Linked DNA regions of Rattus norvegicus: all the other regions are linked to region 1. A link is a contact called in public Hi-C data. All regions are on one chromosome and are shown on one strand. The core of a region is the stretch at or near the end of the contact, and the rest is flanking DNA. Distances in the headings are between cores, read along the strand shown. Region 1 holds the start of Pcyt2 (phosphate cytidylyltransferase 2, ethanolamine). Region 2 holds the start of Rfng (RFNG O-fucosylpeptide 3-beta-N-acetylglucosaminyltransferase). Region 3 holds the start of Slc25a10 (solute carrier family 25 member 10).

The links. A called contact is a pair of places that touch in the nucleus more often than the background predicts.
Region 2: a contact with region 1 is called in a Hi-C map of the A7r5 cell line, with 3 times the contacts expected there. The contact joins the promoter of Rfng here to the promoter of Pcyt2 in region 1. A contact is called at or near these places in 6 of 12 Hi-C or Micro-C datasets (the A7r5 cell line, the Rat2 cell line, Schwann cells and 3 more).
Region 3: a contact with region 1 is called in a Hi-C map of liver, with 2.2 times the contacts expected there. The contact joins the promoter of Slc25a10 here to the promoter of Pcyt2 in region 1. A contact is called at or near these places in 4 of 12 Hi-C or Micro-C datasets (hepatocytes, kidney and liver) and 1 of 1 datasets of contacts at active chromatin or transcription factors (oligodendrocytes).

The regions. Positions count from the first base shown.
Region 1 is chr10:106,392,919-106,395,833 of GRCr8, forward strand. It overlaps Pcyt2 (phosphate cytidylyltransferase 2, ethanolamine), which reads right to left and starts at 1,550. Exons shown (of 14, transcript NM_053568.2): 1 at 1,418-1,550. The coding sequence starts at 1,506. Sirt7 (sirtuin 7) reads right to left here. Exons shown (of 10, transcript NM_001107073.1): 10 at 1,884-2,573. The coding sequence ends at 2,372.
Region 2 is chr10:106,547,122-106,550,036 of GRCr8, forward strand. Rfng (RFNG O-fucosylpeptide 3-beta-N-acetylglucosaminyltransferase) reads right to left here and starts at 1,523. Exons shown (of 8, transcript NM_021849.2): 1 at 1,202-1,523; 2 at 1,014-1,062; 3 at 505-607; 4 at 251-404. The coding sequence starts at 1,477. It overlaps Gps1 (G protein pathway suppressor 1), which reads left to right and starts at 1,800. Exons shown (of 14, transcript NM_053969.3): 1 at 1,800-2,031; 2 at 2,408-2,500. The coding sequence starts at 1,882.
Region 3 is chr10:106,262,870-106,265,784 of GRCr8, forward strand. It overlaps Slc25a10 (solute carrier family 25 member 10), which reads left to right and starts at 1,527. Exons shown (of 11, transcript NM_133418.2): 1 at 1,527-1,649. The coding sequence starts at 1,560.

The sequences.
Region 1 (2,915 bases), core at 300-2,799:
GCCAGGTCTAGCAAGAGTGGCAAACTCAGGTACAAGGTCTGGCTCCCGCCACAGCTCTTCACTGACAGAGGTTTAGCCATTTCCTATGTCTTAGACTGTCTTTGCCCTGTTAGTGCCTCCTCCTACGGCCGGGCACTTCAAGCCGCTTCTGCTCTTTTTTTTCTTTTTTTAGACAGTAAGGTCTCACGTAGCCCAGGCTGGCCTCAAACCCCCTATGAAGCCAAGAATGGCCTACGACTCCTGACTCCATCTGCTGGGATTCTCACCAAAAGCCAACGGTTTGGTGCTAGGAAACAAATGCAGGAGTTTGTGCATACGGAGCAAGCATACCAGCTGAGTGACATCCCCAGCCCACGAGATACAAGACACACTCGAGCTTTGAAACCAGAGAACAGTCCTGAGTTGGGTGAAGACTCTGTTCTACCCTGAGTTTCCCCGCCTCCAGGGCCTGGCTTAACTCTGAGAGAACAAATGCCTGTCACCTGGCACTGAGCTTTTATCCTCAAATCTAGGTCTGGCCACAAGTACACTGTCAAGGTCAAGCTATGCAGAAGCCAGCAACACGCTGTTCACTGAGTGTGTCCCAGGGTGTACTGGGACCACCTGTATTGTTCTCCATGGGCCAGTGCTGGGCCACAGGTTCTGCTCTGCTTCCTCTAGAGTTCTAGTGGGGTATCATCAGGTGACATGAGCACCGGGTGGGAGGTGGGGCAATGGTAACGGGTAAATTCCGGGACAGCCCTTGTGCCCACTAGACAGGCAGGGCAAGATCAGAGGTCAGAGTCTGCCTCTGGGATTGTGGCACTGGGCCCAGTATTGTGGTGGGGCCAAGGTCATAGTCCACTGACACGAAGTCAAAGCCATTGCTGGTGACTCAGATGCAGAACAGAAGGGGGCTGAAGTTGTAATTCAGTGATGGACCACTTGCCTGTACATAGCATATAAAGCTATGGATCCCATCCTCAGCACCAAACCAATACAAACTAGAAACGAACAAAGTCTAGCCTATTCCGCCCCGAATCCCCTGAGGAGCCCTGGTGACCATTCCGCATCCTTTCTCATCCACCAGGGGTAGACACGACGAAGGGCTGAAGATGGTTAAGTTATAGAAAGGCCAACATTTCTTCGGCTTGTTGACAGCTCCAGGACTTTCTTAAAGAAACGTCACGGGCTGATTTGACAGAGAAGCTCTTGCTCGGCCTTCCAGCCCTGGCAACCTGGGTAAATGCCTTAGGCGATAAGACAGCCGCATTTCCGGTTTTTGGGAAGTGCACCGTCCGATGCACCCGCGTCTGCACGCTACACTCCTAAGTGACCGGAGGCCAGGTTGCCTCGTGCGGCCTCAGAAGACTCGGGATCCGCCAACCGCCGGTGCGTGACGCCGAGGTGACCGCCCGCCCCTCGCCGCCCCACTCACCAGCCATCGCACCACACCCGCACGGTGCGCTGGCCGCCCGGACCCTTCAGCCCAGCAGCGCCGCCAGCCCCGTGCCCGTTCCGGATCATGGCACCAGAGGCCCCCCGCAAGTCCTGGCAGCTCCCGCGACACACAGCACCGTCGCCCCGCCCTCGACGCTTGCGCGTGCTCACGCGGGTCTCACCCGCTAGGCGCAGCCAATTGCGTGCACCACCCGGGGCCCCGCCCCTAGCCCGGCCACACCCCTCCGCCCAACTTGAGCGACCAATGGCCTGTGTTGCAGGTGGCCGGGCTTTTGCATCTGACTCTCTACTGGTGAATGGAGCAGGCTTGTACCAAGAGTGTGCCTGCGGCTCTCCTCACGCCTTAAAGCATTCCTAGGGGCTGGGTTCTTCAAAAGTACCGCGATGTTGGCCCTCAGGGGCAGGCACCTCAGTGGTGCATGTGACAGTCATTGGGACACCGAGGCAATAGAGAGATGTTTAATAAGACTTGCTCAGACCGGAGGCTTAGATCCTCCCTGTGCCGCATACCCAATACAGAAAAAGGTTTCTATAAAGTGAACACTTTTAAGTAGTAAGTAGTAGAAAGAGGGAGGCCCTGAGACTAGCCTGGAGAGTGAGGTAAGGCAGTGGTGGACTCCTCTGTGGGCCAGGCCTGGGAAAGACGGGAGCTCTTCTTGCAAAGGCCTTGCTGCCACCTTTGTATAGGGGGGGATAGGATGGAGGTGTCCTTGAAGATCAAGCCCGTAGTGGGGCGATCACAGCAGTGCAAGTGAGGCTTTCCACAAGGACAGATGGCTAAAAACGACCGTCACCAGGAAGTGTCACCCCCAACCCCAGAGTTCTTTCCACTAGATCTGGTGGGGGCACTCTAGCCTTCACTGTGACACAGGACCCTAAACATGGGTCAAGCCATCTGCAAGGTGCCGACTGCTCTTTGTCAACACCGGGGCTACGCCGCTTTCTTCCTTTTTGCACGCTTAGCACAGCCCCTGCCGAACCAGCCTCCTAGGATGGGGGTGGCTGAGGCAAGAGGGGCACTCTGGTCCCCGGGTGGGGGCTCTTCTCTGCTCCTGCACAGTGACTTCCTACTGTGGCTACCTTCTTCGCCAGCACGGAGTGGAGTTGCCAAGGAGAAGATTGGGTCCTGCCACCTAACAGAAAGGAAAGCAGCATCAGGTAGGTCTGGAAACCCCTCAAATCACAACCCTCCCAGGCACAGGTAACGCTGTCTGAGGCCGCCTGTCATCTCGCCCCTTCCCCTAGGTCTGTCTTAGACTGGTTGGGCTTTGGCTAGAAGCAGCTTGGGTGTCACAAGAAGAGCCACAGGGGAAGATCTTCCTGGACCCAACTCAAAGGCCAGCAGCAGCCTCTTCTGTGTCTCACCCACTATCAGTGGGATCTGCACACTTAGGAGGGGGCAGTGCTAGCCACAGGATGGCTCCATCTCCAAGGATAACCTGCTAGCAGCTCTGGGCCCCACCTTTCACTTGTAT
Region 2 (2,915 bases), core at 273-2,772, 150 kb after region 1:
TGATCAATCAGGGCTGCCCAGGATGGGGTTCCTTACCCTCAACCCTCCAGGAGTCTTGTTACTGTTATCCTAGGCCACCATATAGGAGTCTGCGGAAGGCACAAGGGGTTTTCTGACCCGTGGCCTCTACGCCCTTCTCTATTGCTGGACCTGATTTGATGGTTCCTTGGGGGTCTGGAACCAGAGTACTTGGCCTATCTTAGAGTTTTCTCACTCTTCAGCCCTAGGAGGATTTTAGCCCAGCACTCACGGTGCCACCGCCCTGGACCCTCTCTGTGGCTTCGATGGGGTGGTCCAGACTAGGTCGCCCCAGGTAGATGTCCTGGTTGGAAGAGAAGGTGGAAAGCAGGTGCAGCAGGCTTTTGGGGTTCACGTAGTTGTCATCATCCACGTGGCAGAACCATCTGAAGGTGGAGGGAGAGGCCTATGCACTGAGGCCCCCCAGTGTGGGTGGGAGCCCCCACACTGCTCGGTCCTGGCTGTCTGAGGGGTGAGGTTACTTACTTCCGTCCAGACTCTATGAACTTGTCATACTCCACTGACATCTTACAGCACAGCGCCTGGCGGGTTCGCACAGCGGAACAATTGGTGTTGATCATTTGGCTGCCTGCACGGTTGGAAACGGGCAATGTGAGTGCTGACTTCTAGGTTGCCTCCTTAGGTTTAGGCTGGAATATGCCTGTCCAGCCACTGGGCTAGATCCAATGCAGCCCTACCGCAGCCAGCCCTCATTCTGAAGCAGATGACAGCACAGGCGGAAACAGGACAAGACTTGGCAGGTGACTGCTGCTGGGCCTTCCTCAGGGAATGTGGGTGACATTGGCCACAGCACCCTGTCAGGAACTGGGGGCAGGGTGGGGAATCTGATGACTAGAAGGATGGGTGTTGGGAGATAGACTGGCAATGGATGGGTGTCTTGGCTCTGTAACACTAGCTCTGTGACACTAGTCAAATGCCTGACACAGGAATGAATGGCCCCAGTAGATACAACTCAGCCCAGGGGAGCGTCTCACCTGCCAGCAGCTGGAGCTCAGGGTCGTCTCCATCGGTGAAAATGAACGTCTGTGGAAGAAAACACCGTGAGGCGTCAGAGGATCCAGTGAGTGGGTCTCGGGGCAGGTGTGAAGCCCCGGGGTTAGGGGCACAGGGGGGCGCCAGTTTGGAATCCAGGAACCTACAAGGAGGGGGAAGGGGCGCACACCTGCCGTGGGGCTCGTGAGATCCAGGTACGCAACAGCAGCCGCAGGCGCGGGCCGTGGTTCTTCCGAGTGGTCTTGACTGCAATGAAGACGTCGTCCGGTTGCAGGCGGGAGACCTCGAGGGTCAGGCTCCCGGTCGGGACACGACCTGGGTCTGGTGCGGGAGCGCGAGGCAGCGGCAGCGGTAGTGGTAGCGGCAGCGGTAGTAGCAGCAACACAGCCAGGACCGCGGCCAGCGCGAGGCAGGCCCGGCACAGCACTCGCCGCACACGGCTCATGCGATCGCCCAGGCCCGGGCGCTGGGCGCCCGCCTGCGATTGCGGCGGCCCCTTTAAGAGTGACAGCACCCCGCCCCGAGCCTTGACCCGGAACTGACGGACGCGCCGCCCCGGAAGTGAACGTCGCTGCGGCACCGGGGGTGGAAGATGCCGCTGCCGGTTCAGGTGTTTAACTTGCAGGTAGGGGTTGGTAACTGCGCTCGCCGCGTGGCCGTTCGGTCCGGATCGAGCCTGGTGGGCGGGGCTGGCGGCGAGCGGGGCGGGGCCCGCAGCTCTGGCCTGGGCGCGTGAGCGTCGCCTGCCTCGCGGGCCGCTCTGGGCCCCGGCCCCCGCCCCGCCCCCGCCTCGCGCGCCAACGCTTTTCGTGCGGGTGCTGGCCTCTCAGAGAGGTGCGTCAGGCCAAGATGCGGGGCAGCCCGGCGCCCAGCTCTGCCTCGTCGTCGGCCTCCGACTTGAGCCGCAGCCCTGCGCACAGCAGGTCAGACTTGCGGCCCGGCACGTCGGGCGACTACAGCCTGAGCGCCAGCCTGTCGGCCTGCACGCTACTTTCCGAGGTATAGCTGCGCGCCTACCGTGTAGCGGCTCTTTCGATGTCGCTCGAGGCCCTGGCCCCTCGAGTCCTCGGCCAGCCTCTTCCGCATCGTGACCTGTCTGCTTTGACTCTCTTGATTTATGAAGATAGGGTGGCAATCTATTTCATTCTCTGTGGCCTAGAGGAAGCTGTATCGGGATGGCGGCTGGGAATGCTTGACGGTTCCTGTAGTCAGTGTTGTGCCCAGGACCTGGGTGGGAGAGCTGAAGACGGCACTTGGCTGCCAGCACCTGTGGAAGCCCAGTGCAGTTTTGCCTTGAGAAATCGTGGGCAGAGCTGATGGGGGAAACTCTGCTCACCCTGGTGCCTTTCGTCAAGGAGCTCCTTCTGTTTTGCAGGGGGCCGTGGAACCCATGCAGATTGATGTAGATCCGCAGGAAGATCCCCAGAACGCACCTGATGTCAACTACGTGGTGGAGAACCCCACCCTGGTATGGATCCTGTGTGGCGGAGGACTGCTGGCAGCTTCGATGTGTTGAGGGGTCCAAGTCAGACTCCCACTGTATGTCCTAGGACAGTTGATGCTTTTAGCAACCGCTTTAGACACATCTCTCTAAGCCAGGAAACTGGTTTTTCGTTTGCCCACCTATGTTGGGTTCTCAGGCAGTTCTAAGACCCTGCACCCACTTCTCCACAGGGAACAGTCCCGTCAAGTCAACAGTGTGAAGCAAAGCTCTATTTGCAGCCAACACACTTTTCCTCTCTTCTTAGCCCAGCATCCATCACTTGTTAGGTAGCGTATGCTCATGCTTCCGTTTCCCAGTGCAGAGCTTGGTCCTGAAGGTCTTTAATTCACACACTCCTGTGGTGTCTTCCCAGCATCTAAATGTGATCCCAGGACGCAGG
Region 3 (2,915 bases), core at 277-2,776, 130 kb before region 1:
GGTCCTGTAGCCCACGGTTCTTACATGATTCTTACATGTAGCTTTGAAGGTGTCTTCAGTATTACATACAAAGCATTGTTTTCTTGCTCAACAGCAACCAGGCTTCCTCTAGCTTACGACCTGTTTGCCGGGCCTGGCAGTTTATGTCTGATGCTTCTCAGTTTCTGGGTAGGGCTGGTCTGTATAGGCAAGACCAAATAATGCTCCTGGTCTCACACCAACTGAGTGGTCAGTCATTCATTTTCCCACCCACCCCACAGTGGCTCAGCTAAGTTATCAGATGTTGGCATCTGGAGACCTGCCCAGACCCAAGCAAGGTAGGCATGTTGCCTGTACCTGCTGTAGGAAAGGAATGGATCCAGTGTGGGGAGTGCCCCTCACTCCCTTATTGTTATAGGCTTCCAGTGTAGGGTGCTTCTGGACTTGGTGAGACATGCCAAGGCAGCACAGCCAGGAGATCTTGTATCGCACAACCTTGGAACTATGATAATAAGCATCTCAGCAAGGGAGGCCACCTAGAGTTCATCACGCTTCATACCTCCCTCACTGCTCCGCGCTGGTTGGCCGGGCTGCATACTCAATTTGGATATTCAGCAGGGTCAGTCGGGACCTGGAGCTGTTTGCCAGGTGTATATTAACTTTGTCTTTTGCCTCAGATAGCTATTGAACCAGAGCTGTAGGGCACGTGTCCTTTTTATTCTTGTGGCCAGACTTAAAGCAGCCTTTGGATTCGGAATTCACCTTGCCTAACAGGTGCACCCTCGAACTAGAAACACGTGGATTTCTTTGCCCATTGTTGGGAGGTAGAGATGGGCTTCTGGGACCAGGCAAACTGGAGCTGCCTCCAAGGAGCCTGAGCCAGTAACTATGAAGAATTCACAGCCCAGAACCCTCTCCATGGTGGCTGCCTAGGGCTGTGTCCACAGCAAGGCCTGAGCTGAGTTGCACTTGGCAGGGACTCGCTGGGTGTAGGCGTGGGGGAGGAGCACTGCTACCCTTTACTAAGAGCCTTTTGTCCCTGATTTCTATTTAATTTGCAAGCTGGCCTCAAGAAGGTTTCCATCCCCCTCTACATCTGGGCGGGGGCTGGGCCCTCGAGGGGGGATGGGGGACAGAGGTCCACTGCTGCAGCACGTGTCCTTCGCCTGCGTAACACACGAAGTCAGCTCCAGGGCGCAAGTTCAGGCTAGGGCTAGAGGGTGCTGGTAGAAAACCAGCCTCCTGATGACTTGAATGGCAGAGCGCCTTCGGAAATGAGACCAAAGCCATAATGTGGAGAGTGGGGGTGGCCATGGGCTAGCTCCAGCAATTTCATGGTCGACTCCAGTGGATAGCCTCTCTCTGTTCTTCGCTGCGGCCGCTTTAAGAGCAGAGGCGGAGTCTCCCAAGGCCGGAGTCCGGCGGCGGGCGGAGTCCATAGGCCCCGCCCCTGGGGCCGCGCGGGCGCATTGGCTGTACCGGGCGCGGGCGCTCGGTAGCACTTTGAACCGGGCGTCAAGCGGCTGGAACCGGAGTTGTGGTGCAGACCGGGGTCGGGCCAGGTCGCTGCTGCTCTGGCCATGGCTGAGGCACGCACGTCTCGCTGGTACTTTGGAGGGCTGGCTTCCTGCGGAGCTGCCTGCTGCACGCACCCTCTAGACCTGCTCAAGGTGAGGCTGAGTTTCAAGGCCGAGCGCGCCGGTGAGCCCTAGGCGCTGGGGACCATCCTGGGCCTGGCGCCTATAAGGCGCCTACTTCGGCCGCCGCTTGACTGCGCACCAGGTAATTACCGCCGGTGACGCCCACGACGGCCTGAGCCCCGGCTGCCCCGCTCTGCGCTGCTGGCCTTGGCCCTGAGGGCGCCACTACGCTTACTTCCCGGTAGACAGCGGTGGAAAAATCCCCGGGGACCCTCTGCAGCTGGCGTCCGCAGGTGACAGACAGCTAAGCCTCAGAGGGGACATCCGGTTCCTCAGTTTACCTGTTAGGTCCCCTCTCTCCCACTCCCGCCCCCGGTCCCCGTCTTAACAGATGGCTGTTAAGCTTCAGCTCTGCGCTATAATACTTGTGTGAACTCGGCCACTCTGAGCCTTTCCTTGGCCACAAACATCGGACAACTCTGGTTAAAGTTGTGCATATGCGCAGGTGTTGAGACCCAAAGACCAGCCTGGTCGCTGCACACCAGAGCACTTCCACTGCCGGGTGCTTAACACCACCTACTGTGGGGGTTGGGGGATGGAAATCAAGGCAACAGGCCGGGTGGTGGTGTGACCTCGGTCATCTGCTTCTGTTTGATTCGTTGCTATATTGGGATCAGCACCGTCCCTCGTGAACTAGGAGATCCTCAATTCATAGGGCTCTGACCAGTAAGATTGACCACCTCACCCCGAGAAACAAATGAGACTCGTGGTTTTGTGTAGTTTTGTTTTGTTTTTTCCTTAAAATACTTTTAGTGCAAACTAAGACAGTTTCTTCCTGTTCCCCAGGGACATTCTCGGGGAATTTATTCCTGATTCTGTCTTACCACAGAGAACAAAGAACTTAACCCACTCTGCCCAAGGGGTTCTGGCTGTTACTTCAGCCTGTGGGCGAGCATTCACCCTGGCTGCCACCTCCCTCATACACACACACACACACACACACACACACACACACACACACACACACACGATTGGCCCCTGAGGTCTGAGCTGGTGGTCCAGCCTCAAGCAGTTTCTACTAGCTCAAGCGTCTAAACTAGTCTCTGACTCCTCTCAGGGACTGAATTTCCTAAGAAAGGTAATCACTTTTCTTTCTTTATCATTTATTTGTAGCCCAGGCTTACCTTGAACTTGTCCTGTGCATAATGCTGGCTTTGGACTCCTGCTTCTGCCCTCCATGTGCAGAGATTTCAGGCACCCATTATCCCTCCCAGATAGCTTTTCGAATTACTGGCC